Regions from separate parts of the Mus musculus genome. Here region 1 is linked to region 2. Evidence: chromatin contacts called from public HiChIP or PLAC-seq data. All regions are on one chromosome and are shown on one strand. Each heading gives the region's core, a stretch centred on a gene start, on an enhancer-like site or on the middle of the called end of the contact. The rest is flanking DNA. Distances are from core to core; before and after follow the strand shown. Region 1 has its middle 75 kb from the start of Gm38516. Region 2 has its middle 28 kb from the start of Has2.

The links. HiChIP or PLAC-seq counts read pairs in DNA pulled down with a chosen protein or histone mark.
Region 1: an H3K27ac HiChIP or PLAC-seq map of embryonic fibroblasts shows a contact between it and region 2, with 24 read pairs. The contact joins two enhancer-like sites. A contact is called at or near these places in 1 of 15 datasets of contacts at CTCF or cohesin (the NIH/3T3 cell line), 3 of 484 Hi-C or Micro-C datasets (the F1.1 cell line, adipose-derived mesenchymal stem cells and nephron progenitors) and 1 of 115 datasets of contacts at active chromatin or transcription factors (embryonic fibroblasts).

Annotation. Positions count from the first base shown.
Region 1 is chr15:56,837,377-56,843,833 of GRCm38.p6, forward strand. No RefSeq gene overlaps it. Among named protein-coding and RNA genes, the nearest start is that of Gm38516, 75 kb to the left of the region's middle. Within about 2 kb of position 4,360, at least 43 of the 459 cell types and tissues checked have an H3K27ac peak or open chromatin away from gene starts, as enhancers often do. A contact at or near this core is called in the NIH/3T3 cell line, adipose-derived mesenchymal stem cells and embryonic fibroblasts, where this site is marked.
Region 2 is chr15:56,719,594-56,725,680 of GRCm38.p6, forward strand. No RefSeq gene overlaps it. Among named protein-coding and RNA genes, the nearest start is that of Has2, 28 kb to the left of the region's middle. RefSeq lists an enhancer at 546-2,078. Within about 2 kb of position 1,903, at least 30 of the 459 cell types and tissues checked have an H3K27ac peak or open chromatin away from gene starts, as enhancers often do. A contact at or near this core is called in the NIH/3T3 cell line, adipose-derived mesenchymal stem cells and embryonic fibroblasts, where this site is marked.

The DNA of each region.
Region 1 (6,457 bases), core at 3,110-5,609, 120 kb after region 2:
TTTTACTGAGTATTTTTCTATCTATCATCATAAGGGAAATTGGTCTAAAAGTCTCTTTCTTTGTAGAGTATTTATGTAGTTTGTGTCTAAGTATACTGTGCCCTCATAAAATTACGCAATATTCATTTGTTTCTATTTTGTGGAATAATTTGGGGAATATTGTGATTTGCTTTTCTTTACAATATGGAAGTAGAATTCTAGAGTTAGTGAAACTGTCTGGCCCAGGACTTTCCTCCTCCTCCTCCTCCTCCTCCTCCTCCTCCTCCTCCTCCTCCACCACCACCACCACCACCTCCTCCTCCTTCCACTTCTGCTTCCTTTTGAAGATTTTTTAAATGAATGTTTCTATTTCACCAGGATATACAGGTCTATTTAATTTGTTTATCTGATCTCGACTTAACTTTGATAAGTAGTAACTATTGAGAATATTTTCCATTTCTTTCAGATTTTCACTTTTGGTAGAGAACAAGTATACTGGATGGTTTTGTGCATCAAGTTGACACATGGTAAAGTCATCAGAGAGGAAGGAGCCTGAGTTGAGACAATGCCACCATGAGATGCAGCTGTAAGGGATATTCTCAATTACTGATCAATCTGGGAAGAGTCCAGCTCATGGTGGGTGGTGCCAACCCTGGGCTAGTAGTGCTGGGTTTTATAAGAAATCAGGATTAACATGCCATGAGAAGCAAGCCAGGAAGCAGCACCCCTCCATGGCCTCTGTCTTAGCTCCTGTCTCCAAGTTGCAACCTTGCTTGAGACCTGTCCTGACTTCCTCCAGTGATGGATTATGATCTGGAAGTATAAGCAAAACAAGCCCATTCCTCCCCAACCACATTTTGGCCATGGTGTTTCATCAGAGTAATAGAAACCCTGACTAAGACAATTGGTTTCTAAAGTATGTCCTTGTGATTCTCTGAATTTACCTGGTGTTTGTTGTTATTTCCCCCTTTTTTCTTTCTGATTCTATTAATTTGAATATTCTCTATCTTTTAGTTAGTTTTGATAAGAGTTTATCTATCTTGTTTATTTTCTCAAAGAATCAACTCTTTACTTCATTGATCCCCTGTATTGTTCTGTTTGTTTTCTAATATATTGATTTCAGGCCTCAGTTTGATTGTATCTTGCTGACTACTTCTCTTGGCTGTGCTTTGTTCTTTTTGGTTTAGAGCTTTCAGGTGTGGTGTTCAATTGCTAGTACGATATCTATCTATCTATCTATCTATCTATCTATCTATCTATCTATCTATCTATCTATTTTAAAATTTAGGAATTTAATTCTATGACCTTTCCTCTTAGCACCACTTTCATTGTATGCCATAAATTTTCTATTATAAATATGTATTCATTTTCATTGAATTTTAGAAAAATTTTCATTTCTTTATTTCTGATTTGACTCACTTCTTCATTGAGTACAAAAAGTTTGTTGTTCAATTTGCATTAGTTTGTAAGCTTTCTGTTGTTTCTAATATTGATATCTGTTATTGATATTGAGCTTTAATTCATGGTAGTCTGATAGGGTGCAAGCAGTTATTTTGTATTCTTGTATCTATTTAAGTCAATTTTTGATAAATTTCTCTGAGAAGAAGTAATAATCTTTTGTGTTTTGGTGGAATGTTCTGTAAATATCTGTTAGGTTCATTTGATTTACGTAAGTTAGTGCTGCTAGCATTTCTCTTTTTAGTTTTTGTCTGGATGAGCTATTGAAGTTTCTCACTATCAGTGTGTGAGGATTAATATATGATTTAAGCTACAGTAGTATTTTACAAACATGGTTACCCTTATGTTTCGAGACTTGTATAGATGTTAAGAATTGAAATATCATCTCAGTGATTTTTTTTGTCTTTCATGAATATGTAGTGGCCTTCCCTATGTTTTTTTTTTTTAAATTAATTTTTGTTTGAAGTCTATTTTGTTAGATACAAAGCTTTTCAGATCCCTTTAGTCTGAAGTGATGTTAATCCTTGATGTTAAGGTGTGTTTATTTTAAGGAATAAAACAATGGGTTTTGTTTTTACATACATTTTGTTAATCTGTGTCTTTTGGGGATGAAATTGAGGCCAATGATACTGACACATACTAATGACCAATGATTGTTAATTTTGTTATTTTGTTGTTGGTAGTGGTGTCTGTTTCCGTTCTTAAGGTTTTGCCAATGTGAGAATCTTTATTTCCTATGTTTTCATGTATGTGTTTAACCTACTTGGTTTGGATTTTTCCTTGTAGCACTTTCATACTGCTGGACTTGTGAACATTCTTTAAATTTGATTTTAACATGAAATATACTTTTAAACTCCATTTACAGAGCTTAAAGTTTTACTGAGTATAATAATCTGAGCTGACATCTGTGGTCTCTTAGAATCTGCTGTACATTTGTGTCTCCATTGAGAAATCAGGTGTAGTTTTCTATTTTTTATTGATTCTTTGTGAATTTCATATCATGCACCCAGTCTCACTCATCTCCCATTTCCTTAGGACCTGCCCTCTGCCCTTGCAACCTCCCCAACACAAGAAAAAAATTTTTGTTGTAGAACCTGTAGTGTGTCCTGGTGTTACGCATAGTATACCCTCACCCTTTTGTTCACACTTCTTTACTTGCAAATGTTCATTGTAACGAGTCATTGGTCTGGTTTTGAGGCCTCTGACTTCTGTTACACTAGCAATACTGGATCCTCACTGGGTTTCCCTGGGATATCCTGAGGCTCAATGTGTGTCATTGAGACCCTGAAGTTTGGCATCTGTTGTGTCATCCCTTTCACATGCTCCAGAAGTTTGTCAATGGGATAGATGTTAGGGTGGGCTAACTCAAAGCCCTGGATCTGGGCCTGGGTGGTAGCTGAGCTGGACTTCCTGCCAGCTGTCTCAACACCAGGGTGGATTCTCCAGCACTTCCCTAACTAGCTCATCTAATGCTGTAGGTAGCAAGGGTCAGAGGCAGCTCTCCTGCTTTTATATCCTAAGGACTGGTTCACCTGCCACCCCACCAACTAGGTCTAGCTCTATCTACACTGCTGGCCAGTGGAAGCACAGGATCTACTCCCCTAAACACTGTAGCCAGTGAGTTGCAGGGCCAGCTCTTCTGCTCTTAAAATTCCAGGTCTAGCTCTACCTCCTGTTTGTGGTCCAGAGGGCTAATCTAAAACTATTTGTTATTCAGTGTCTGTAGTGGATTCCCTTTTCTGCAAAGGTCACCATGGCATGACCTATCCAGAAAGTAAGGGTAGAATAAATTGGTTTACTTACATTTAACAGAAACCCAATGATCAAGAGTAAATTTCCATCACAGCATGTGAATTCCACCTTAAGATCAATGTGTCAGTGGATGAGTAGAATAGAATGAGAGGTGTCTATGATAGAGATCTAGAACAACAAATGATGCTTGGCACTAATGAACCATCATAATGAGCAGACATGACCTCCAGAGTGGTGGTACATGGCAAAGAAGTCATTGAATTCATCAGATTTCAATTCTGTGTTTGTTTTTCTTTGTCCAGAACAATCTATACAACACAAGATTCTGGATCAATTTGAAGATTAGGATATAGTAGACACAGAGACTGTACTTACTATTATTAATCAAATGGAGGCCAAGTGAAAATAAAGGTAAATTATGGGAGGCAAATAAAACTGATAACTACAAATTGATGAGGCTTGGCTTCATTCTTAGTGTCCCATGCTCTATCTTTTGCCCTGAATTTTGTGTCTTCTCAGAAACATACAATACAGATTTCAGTGTTACAGTTAAGAATTCTGTCTTTTCCATGTCAGCACAAGTTAGCTTCAACTCTGCATCAGTCCCTTGAGCCACACCTCTTACTCATTTTGTATTCTAAGATGAAGAAGGGCTTCCTCTCCGGAATACTGCAATCATGTGACAGTGCTTACAGCTGCCACATATGATAGTTTGCCTATAACATACAAATCACTTCAACATACCACTCACTGACCAAAAAGTGTTACATGGTCAATCCTGTCTTAGTGGAGTAGAAATATGATTTTCCTGCTCGTTGCTGTGTCAGTCTCATAGCAATATGGAAGAATGTATAGGTTTCCTAATGAAAAGAAACACGTTAAAAAACAAATTTGTATAATCAAAAATCTTGATATTTCCAATGACTTGTGGGAAGTTGTTTCTTTGCATTATTATGGGAAACATAAAATAGAAACCAGTCTGCTCAAAATTAATGAGACAAGATTTTTACTGGAAACTGAAGCGTCTCTTTTCGAAATGTACAAATATGTCTTTATCTTCTCTGTCCAGTGGGATGCCCTCAGGGCATGAGCTGTCCACTGACTATGATCCTTCCACACATTCCAAATGTCCATTTGTGGTAGCCACTGTGTTCAATAGTGGGAGCAAATGCCCATTTGTACACTTGCCAGTGAAAATGTGGTTCGGTGGAATGAGGCCCTTGCCACCACAAAGGAGTCTGAGTGATTCAGAAAGGAAAGGTTCTGGCTCTTCTCCTCAGTGAGTCAAAACTGATGACTCTCACCCCATGAGAGTTCACTGCATTGAGCTTCAAGAAACAGGAGAAAATGCATCACCTTGTCCCGAGCTTCCAGCAAGGTACTCAAGAGACTACGAGTTGGAACAATGTTTCTTTTCAAAAGAAGTTTTAAGTTGTTCTTTAGTTGTTATATATGTTTGGAAATTCTAGGGAATCAACATAGGGTAGGTAAGTATTCTCCCACAGAGCTATATCCTGGTCTCTTAACCTCAAATCTTCAGAAAAATGAGGAAAATACAGATTTTGGAGTTGGGTATTCAGACAAACATAGTAAATGGGTTTTAAACGCACTTTATGAACTGACCAAGATATATTCTGATCACTGGTAGATAAGCACTTCTGTATTTGAACACATTTTATACATTAGTTTCATTATTCTTGCTGAGACTACTGTGGCAGGCAAATATTAAGACTTTGAAAAGTCAATAGACACTTAGATCACGTCTTAAAGTTTTGGGAGTCTTAGATTTATAATCCTAAACATTATATACAAATATGTAATCAGTTTATTTTACTAATATTCTATGTGGTTTTATATATAATATATTAAATAATTCATAAAAATAAAAATGTTTATTTCACTTAGACATGTTAAATTTCATGATTAAAACAATTTTAATCCAAACTATTTCCTGTGTGAAAGTCTTTTGCTGTTTATTAGTTATTGAATATGAAGTATTTGCACTCATTTATTGGAGTATTTACTATATATTTTTACAAATATCATATTGGTTTTAAAAGGAGTAGCTAGCTTGTTTACTACTACTAGATGCTACTCTTTTGTACCTTTATTTTATACGTGCGTGTGTGTGTGTGTGTGTGTGCTTGTGTGTATGGATGCCTATATACGGACTTTTGAGGCAGGGATCACATATCCCAGGCTATCTGAGGCTTGCTATTTGGCCAAGGATGACCTTGAACTCCTGATTTACCTGACTAACCCTTCAGTTTGTCTGTTGCTTTGGAAATGTAAATGGTATGAGAATGTGCATATTGCAGAAGGGAAGCACTCTGGGCTTAGTCAGACTTGCTTTTTAGCAAAAGGAATGAGGCTTCTCTCCTGAATATACATGTTCTGCTGGACATTTCATTCAAATATTTACCCCTGGGCTGGGGATGTAGGTCAGTGAAAGGTCATCTGTCTGACTTCCATGAGGCCCTGGGTCCGAGTTATAGTACTGCAAAGAAGAAAGTCTCATTACTTCATTCTATGAACTGTTAAATAACACTTGCAAACTTCAATGCTAATTTGAAGATCTTCAGTAACATTCATTCTACAAGTATCTTAAAATATTGTTGGTAATGTAACACTTTATTTGAAGGGCTCCAAGACAAGATTTTGATGTGAATTCTCATACATACACAACACAGAGATTTTTCCATTACAACCTGTATAATTCACTCATTCATGAAATTAGTCACTATTTTATCAATATTAAGCAGTGACCCTAAGATCCTAAAACCCTGTCTAAAATGGTGAATTACAGTGATATAGATGTGTGTGTGCTTGTGTGTATGGATGCCTATATACGGACTTTTGAGGCAGGGATCACATATCCCAGGCTATCTGAGGCTTGCTATTTGGCCAAGGATGACCTTGAACTCCTGATTTACCTGATTAACCCTTCAGTTTGTCTGTTGCTTTGGAAATGTAAATGGTATGAGAATGTGCATATTGAGAGATCCAAAATATTTCCCCTATAATCTTACAAAACTCACACCAAGAAAGACTTGTATCTCTGTAAAAATCCTTTCCTCCCACTACTCTCTGATCTTCAGTAAACTAATTAAGACCTTCTGCTTCAAGCAGAATAAATAAATAAATAAATAAATAAATAAATAAATAAAATAATCTAGACTTATATCCTCAACATATGTACTTCCTCTCGTACATTTGTGGGCTATCACTGAATGGACATTAGGAATGGCTTTCCTTTATGAACTAGATG
Region 2 (6,087 bases), core at 653-3,152:
TAAAAACAAAAAAACAAACAAACAAAAAAAAAGAAGTGTTACTGGGAGTCTGTGATCCATGCAGAGATGAGTTCCACTCTCAATTTAAAGTTATTGATTTGTCTTGCTATCAATATGCAATGACAGCATTGATCATGAGTGCTGTTACTTAACATATACAGAGTCAAACAGGCAGTTATTTCTCAGCAAACATGATCTGGAATTGTTTTATCAACTGCCAAATTCTTAAGATGTTTTGTATTATATTTATTCATAAATTTTGTCGAGTGTGTGTGTGTGTGTGTGTGTGTGTGTGTGATAGCACATGAGTGCAAATCAGAGGACAATCCAAGATAGTTGGTTGTTTCCTTCTGCCACATGTCCTGAGGATTGAAATAAGGTCATTGGGCTTGGTGGCAAGCACCTTTACCTGATGAGCAATCTCCCCATTTCCCCACCTTATCCCATCTTCTATTCTATACATGATAGAGAGGAGCCTTAGAGAGTTAATTTAAACTCATTCTTTTTACTAAATCATTTTTGTTCATTTGACTGATCACTTTATCATGGGAAACTAGTAGGCCATGAGTCATCCCATTAAAAAACAAATAAACGTTTGTCTGAGTTAGCATATAGCTTTGTGTATGCCAATACTGTTAATGAACTACTGGTTTTACAGAGATACCAAAGTAGATGTCAGATCTTTATCCAACATCTCCACATCTGAAGACATTACCTCCTTTGTCTTGGTATCATCCCTTGTAACATAATTGTGGCCTCAAAATTTGGGGTACTTTAAGCTTTGTGATAGGATGGTAGACACCAGTTTCTATGTCTTATAGGACTAATGAATATACCAGATTTTAGATTCCTAAATGAAAATTTCTGGAAACCTGTCTGAAGAAAGGAACATCTATCTCTTAAAGTTTTCTCTTTCCTGAGTTTCAGTGTTCACAGTATCCCCATTGACAGAGAGAAACAGCACACTCATAGTATCTTTAGTTGACTTAACATCATGAACTTATCAGTGTGTCCTGTTTGGTAGTTCTACTGTCCTAAACAGTGAGATTGGCCACCTGACTTCGTCACTTCCCCACAAATCATCACATGTGGAACCCAGAAACGTAACAGAGACAGTTATCTCTTATTCCCAAAAGATAAGGAAATCTCCTAAAGTTCTCATCCGTTGTGAAGCACTTGAGGGCACACTGTAGGGCTCCTGGGAAATCTGCACTTGAAAATGCCTCTCCATGGCAACCAGGCAGAACTTGAAGCCTGGTTTTTCTCATCCACACTCAACTGATAATTCAGAAGCAATGAAGTGAAGCGACTGGTAGTACACTTGTCTCTGTCTCCAAGCTGGAATAGGGAAAGAGACAACATTTCCTGGGGATAAGATAGAATCTAGGTTTACAGAGGATCAAGTCCTAGTGATATCCAGGCTCACTGTTATTCTTGTAACAGCCAAGGAAGTTTCCATCAGCCTTGGCATCATTAATACCTACATAGAGCCACTTCTCAGCAATTAAAAACAAAAGCCAACAGGAAGGTAAATAACTATGGAGGCTTGGGTTTCACTTCTCTGTATTTCAGTAATCTCGAAGCAGCTCAAACAAACAGGATGAAGTAAGAGAAGGTATGAGTAACAGCTTCTCTCATGTTTTCTCTAGCTGTTGGGATTTGTCTCACATTTTAGGTTCCCTTAGGAAGCCAGATAAATGTTCAATTTTAGTTAACTCCATAAATTCAGAAATGGTTAATATGACTCATCTGAGAAACAGCCATTGCAATGATTTATGTCTAAATGTTGGTTTTTATAGCCATTTGATATTAGAATTGGAAAGAAAGGATGTAAGTCATGGTCTCTGCATCCCTGAGTCATTGTTCCTTACCTACGTAACGCCTATGATCTAGCTGTGATCCATGCTTGGAAGTTGGCTTGGCTTACAACTCAAGGCAGACCTAAGATTTCTATGATAGAGGTTAGAATGGGAATAGACATGAGGAAAGCCCTACACAGTGAGATGAGTAAAAGGAGTATGAGCCATTAGCAAGACAAATGTTAAAGGTTACAAGGTGACAGATGCCTCAAGGAAGTATTTGTGTAGACTGCTATTGTGATACAATCTTGAGGCTAGTTTTTCCCAACATCCAAGACAGTGAAATTGTTCACAAAGATGACACACTTTCCTGTCATCCAATTAAAAAAAAACAAAACTATTACTTTCATCTCAACCCACCAAAAATGCCTTAACAGTCTGCTCCCCTTTGCTCCCCTTTGAAGGGTTATAGATCACAAAGAGGGCAGACTGTCTGAGACACCGAAGTCTTGTAGGGAAGACACGCATATATGTGTGAGTTTCTAAATCAGGGCATATTTGGCTGAGTTCTGGTATCATTTCCTCATGCAATCCTTCTGTGGCTTCTCAAATGTGGGTTTATGCTCCCGAATCTGGATACCCACAGGATATGCTAATGTAGCCAAGAATGTCCATTGCTAACTGATATCCAGACTCTCTTTCCTAATGATCAAATTCCAGTTTGATGTTTGCTATCATTACTTGCAGAGTACTACTACCCTTGCCCACAAAAAGTCCCTTGTAACTAGATTATCACCATATGTATCAGTGGCTTTTCTGTTTCTGTGACAAAATACCTGATAGAAGTGACAAAAAGATTTTCCACAGGCTGGTGGTGGTAGCATATGTCAGTAGAGGTAACAACTGGAGGGTTACAATATGAAGGCCATGTTAGTAAGTAGCTCATTTATGACAGAATGAGTGTGTGGTAGAAGTTGTTTGTACTCACGTTTACCAAGAATCAGAAAGAATAGTAAGGAAACAGGGCCTGGCTATAGTCTTCCAGAGCAGCTTTCCAAGGCTCACTACTAAGGAGTTAGTTCTGCGAAAGAATTCATGTCCTTAAGGTTCATTGTGCCCCACCAGAGTCCCAAACCCCCAGACAACAGATTGTGGGAACATTTTGTTTTTAAACCATAACACCATCTGATTCACTTGTGGTCAAAATGAAGTAAGTAATTTAGTCAGTCTATAGGTTCTGCCTACACTCTCCTTCTCTTTCTTAACCCTCGCACAGCCCTCCTTGAGGCAGATTACTGGGTAGATGTGATAGGAGATATCCAAGCACCATCTTGGACCTCATGATTGATGTCTTTGACAATGGGAACCATGTGCTAACAATAGCAAAGTAGTAACACGAACTTGAAGACCATAAACTTAGTGGAAATGGTTTGTCGGATCGAATGCTGTGTAACTGCCAGGGAATTTGAAATGAGACAAAGAAATGTGTACCCTCTAAGCTATGATGGGTTTTCTCTTGAATACAGACAAACTGTTTCACAACCAACTATTTTGCCTTAAAACTTAACCCATTGGTTTCTTCCTCAGTTTCTTCATTCTCTATATATACAGACTTGAATCCCATTAAAGGAACAGGACATAGTCTTTCTGGCCAATTTATGGATTAAATATCCATATTCAGGAATTAACTATGAAAGCAGAATGGTGAACAGGTCATGAAAGATAAGCTTCTATATTGGGAAGGTCTTATGGTCAAAATATTAATCAAATGAAGAGTTTGGTTTGGTTTGGTTTTGTGGCTCTATGGGTTGAACTAAGAACTTGGGGCCTGCTCAGCAAGCACTGTACCACTGAGCTGCATCTGAATGGAGATTTGCAGTGTACACTGAACTATACATACACAAAAGAAGGCTAAGGACATGGAAAAATAAGAAACCATACAAACAATTGCTTAGTGTCATTAAATAGGAAGTTTGGAGTGTGTGTGTGTGTGTGTGTGTGTGTGTGTGTGTGTGTATGGGGGAGCCAACTAGAGCTGGTCCAAAGAAACTCTGAGAGTTATAGCTTACCTTGCTTTGATTTTAAATCTCTCTTTTCTGCGTTCTTCAACATATTTTTGCAACTTTGCTACCTGCAGCCTCCACTGTCAAGGAGCTGTTACTAAGAAATACTAGCAATCCAGAGGAAATCCAGAGGAAGGGATAGGAAACATGTCCCTTCAGATTTTTTAGTGCAGCCCTTAGAGAGAAGATGCATCTGTGAATATGTGTTGGAAATGCTGGTGGAATTCTGCTGACCTGATAGGAATTCAGGATTGAAACAGGGTAGAAAGGTCTAAGGATCATGGCCCATCAGATCCCCAGTAGTGTGAGTCCATTGCCCAGGCCCAGAAGCTTGTTTGCACAGTCAGGAATAGTAGTATTTTCACTCACTGCATTTGTAAAACGTGACTCGGCTCGACTTTCAACACTTTTATTGCCAATCGTTTATTACCTGTTCATCTGAGACCTTTGCTGAGACAGAACTTGAGACAAATGAGACAGAGCTTGTATTCAAGGAAATCATATAAAGGCCATTATCTCCAGGACAAAATCTGAACCTACACGAGGTAGTTGTCAGTCTGACATGTGCCTACCCATTCTTTCACTATTATATTGGTCTGGCCTTAGTCTCATCCTGTGACTATTTTATAATACTAATTTACCACCTTGAGTTTTATCAATTCATTGATCCATCGTGGTCCTTCCTGATTCATTCTGAAAGAGGTTTGATGTGTGTGCTGTGAGATACAAAGTGAACATTCAGATTACATGGCTGACAGTACATTACCTGCTTATATTTTTATTTATTTTTATTTTTTTATTTTTATTTTTTATTTTTTGGTTTTTTTTGAGACAGGGTTTCTCTGTATGGCCCTGGCTGTCCTGGAACTCACTTTGTAGACCAGGCTGGCCTCGAACTCAGAAATCCGCCTGCCTCTGCCTCCCAAGTGCTGGGATTAAAGGCATGTGCCACCATGCCCGGCTATTACCTGCTTATAAAACACAGTAATGAGAAAGCTGATTTTTTCGTTTTTGCTGACATCTGTTTTCCCCAATTTCTAGCCTTTGGGTTTTAAATTATCAAATCTCCTTCTCTTCTGTGCTATTTTTGAATTTTAAAGCGGGAACCCCGGCCGCACAGGTTAGCTTGGAATTCTCAGGGAAGCTGGGGATGATTTTCTTGCCTCCATCTCCCAATGTTAGTAATGCCAGTGTATGCCCCACATGTGAGCTCTTCCAACTCGTTTTTTACCAATCCTGTTATGAAAAACACCAGACATACCTCTTGTTTGAACGACATAGACATATTTCCGATATATAATTAGAATCATGATTGTTAGTAAAGTCATATGTAGATTTCAATTTTGCTTGTCACAATTACATATTTTCAAAAATTTTTACCAATTTGTTATTTCACCAGAACCACACGAAATATGCAAGTAATATGCATGCTTACCAGGTGCCTTAGTCAGGGTTTCTATTCCTGCACAAACATCTTGACTAAGAAGCAAGTTGGAGAGGGAAGGATTTATTCAGCTTACACTTTTCACATTGCTGTTAATCACCAAAGGAAGTCAGGACTGGAACTCAGGCAGGTCAGGAAGCAGGAGCTGATGCAGAGACCATGGAGGGATGTTACTTACAGGGATGTTGTTACAGGGGATGTTCCCCTGGCTTGCTCAGCCTGCTCTCTTATAGAACCAAGTCTACCAGCCCAGGGATGGTCCCACCCACAAGGGGCTCTTCCCCCTTGATCACTAATTGAGAAAATGCCCCACAGCTGGATCTCATGGAGGCATTTCCCCAACTGAAGCGCCTTTCTCTGTGATAACTCCAGTTTGTGTCAAGTTGACACACAAAACCAACAAGTACACCAGGGTTAGTATCGTAAGATCTTAACTTTTGCTACAATAGTTCATGTAAATTAAGTGATTGATATGTAGTGTTTTATATGTATGTGTGTATATGTGTATGTGTATATGCATTTATATTTTGATGAGGTCTCAATATAGTCCAGGCTATATTAAAACTTGAGACTCTCCTGCCTCATCCTCCTCAGAACTGAAATAAAAGATGTGTGCCCAGCTTCTCCTATAATTTTCATTTTACACTGTAAAAATTCTACTTAATGATCTGCTTTTATATTTATTCATAATTATTAAAGACAATTCAACAATTCATTTGAGCAAGATAATATTTCTAGAAAGAGTCCAGGCAGAATTCAGAACGAGGTTGGTTTAAAGTGT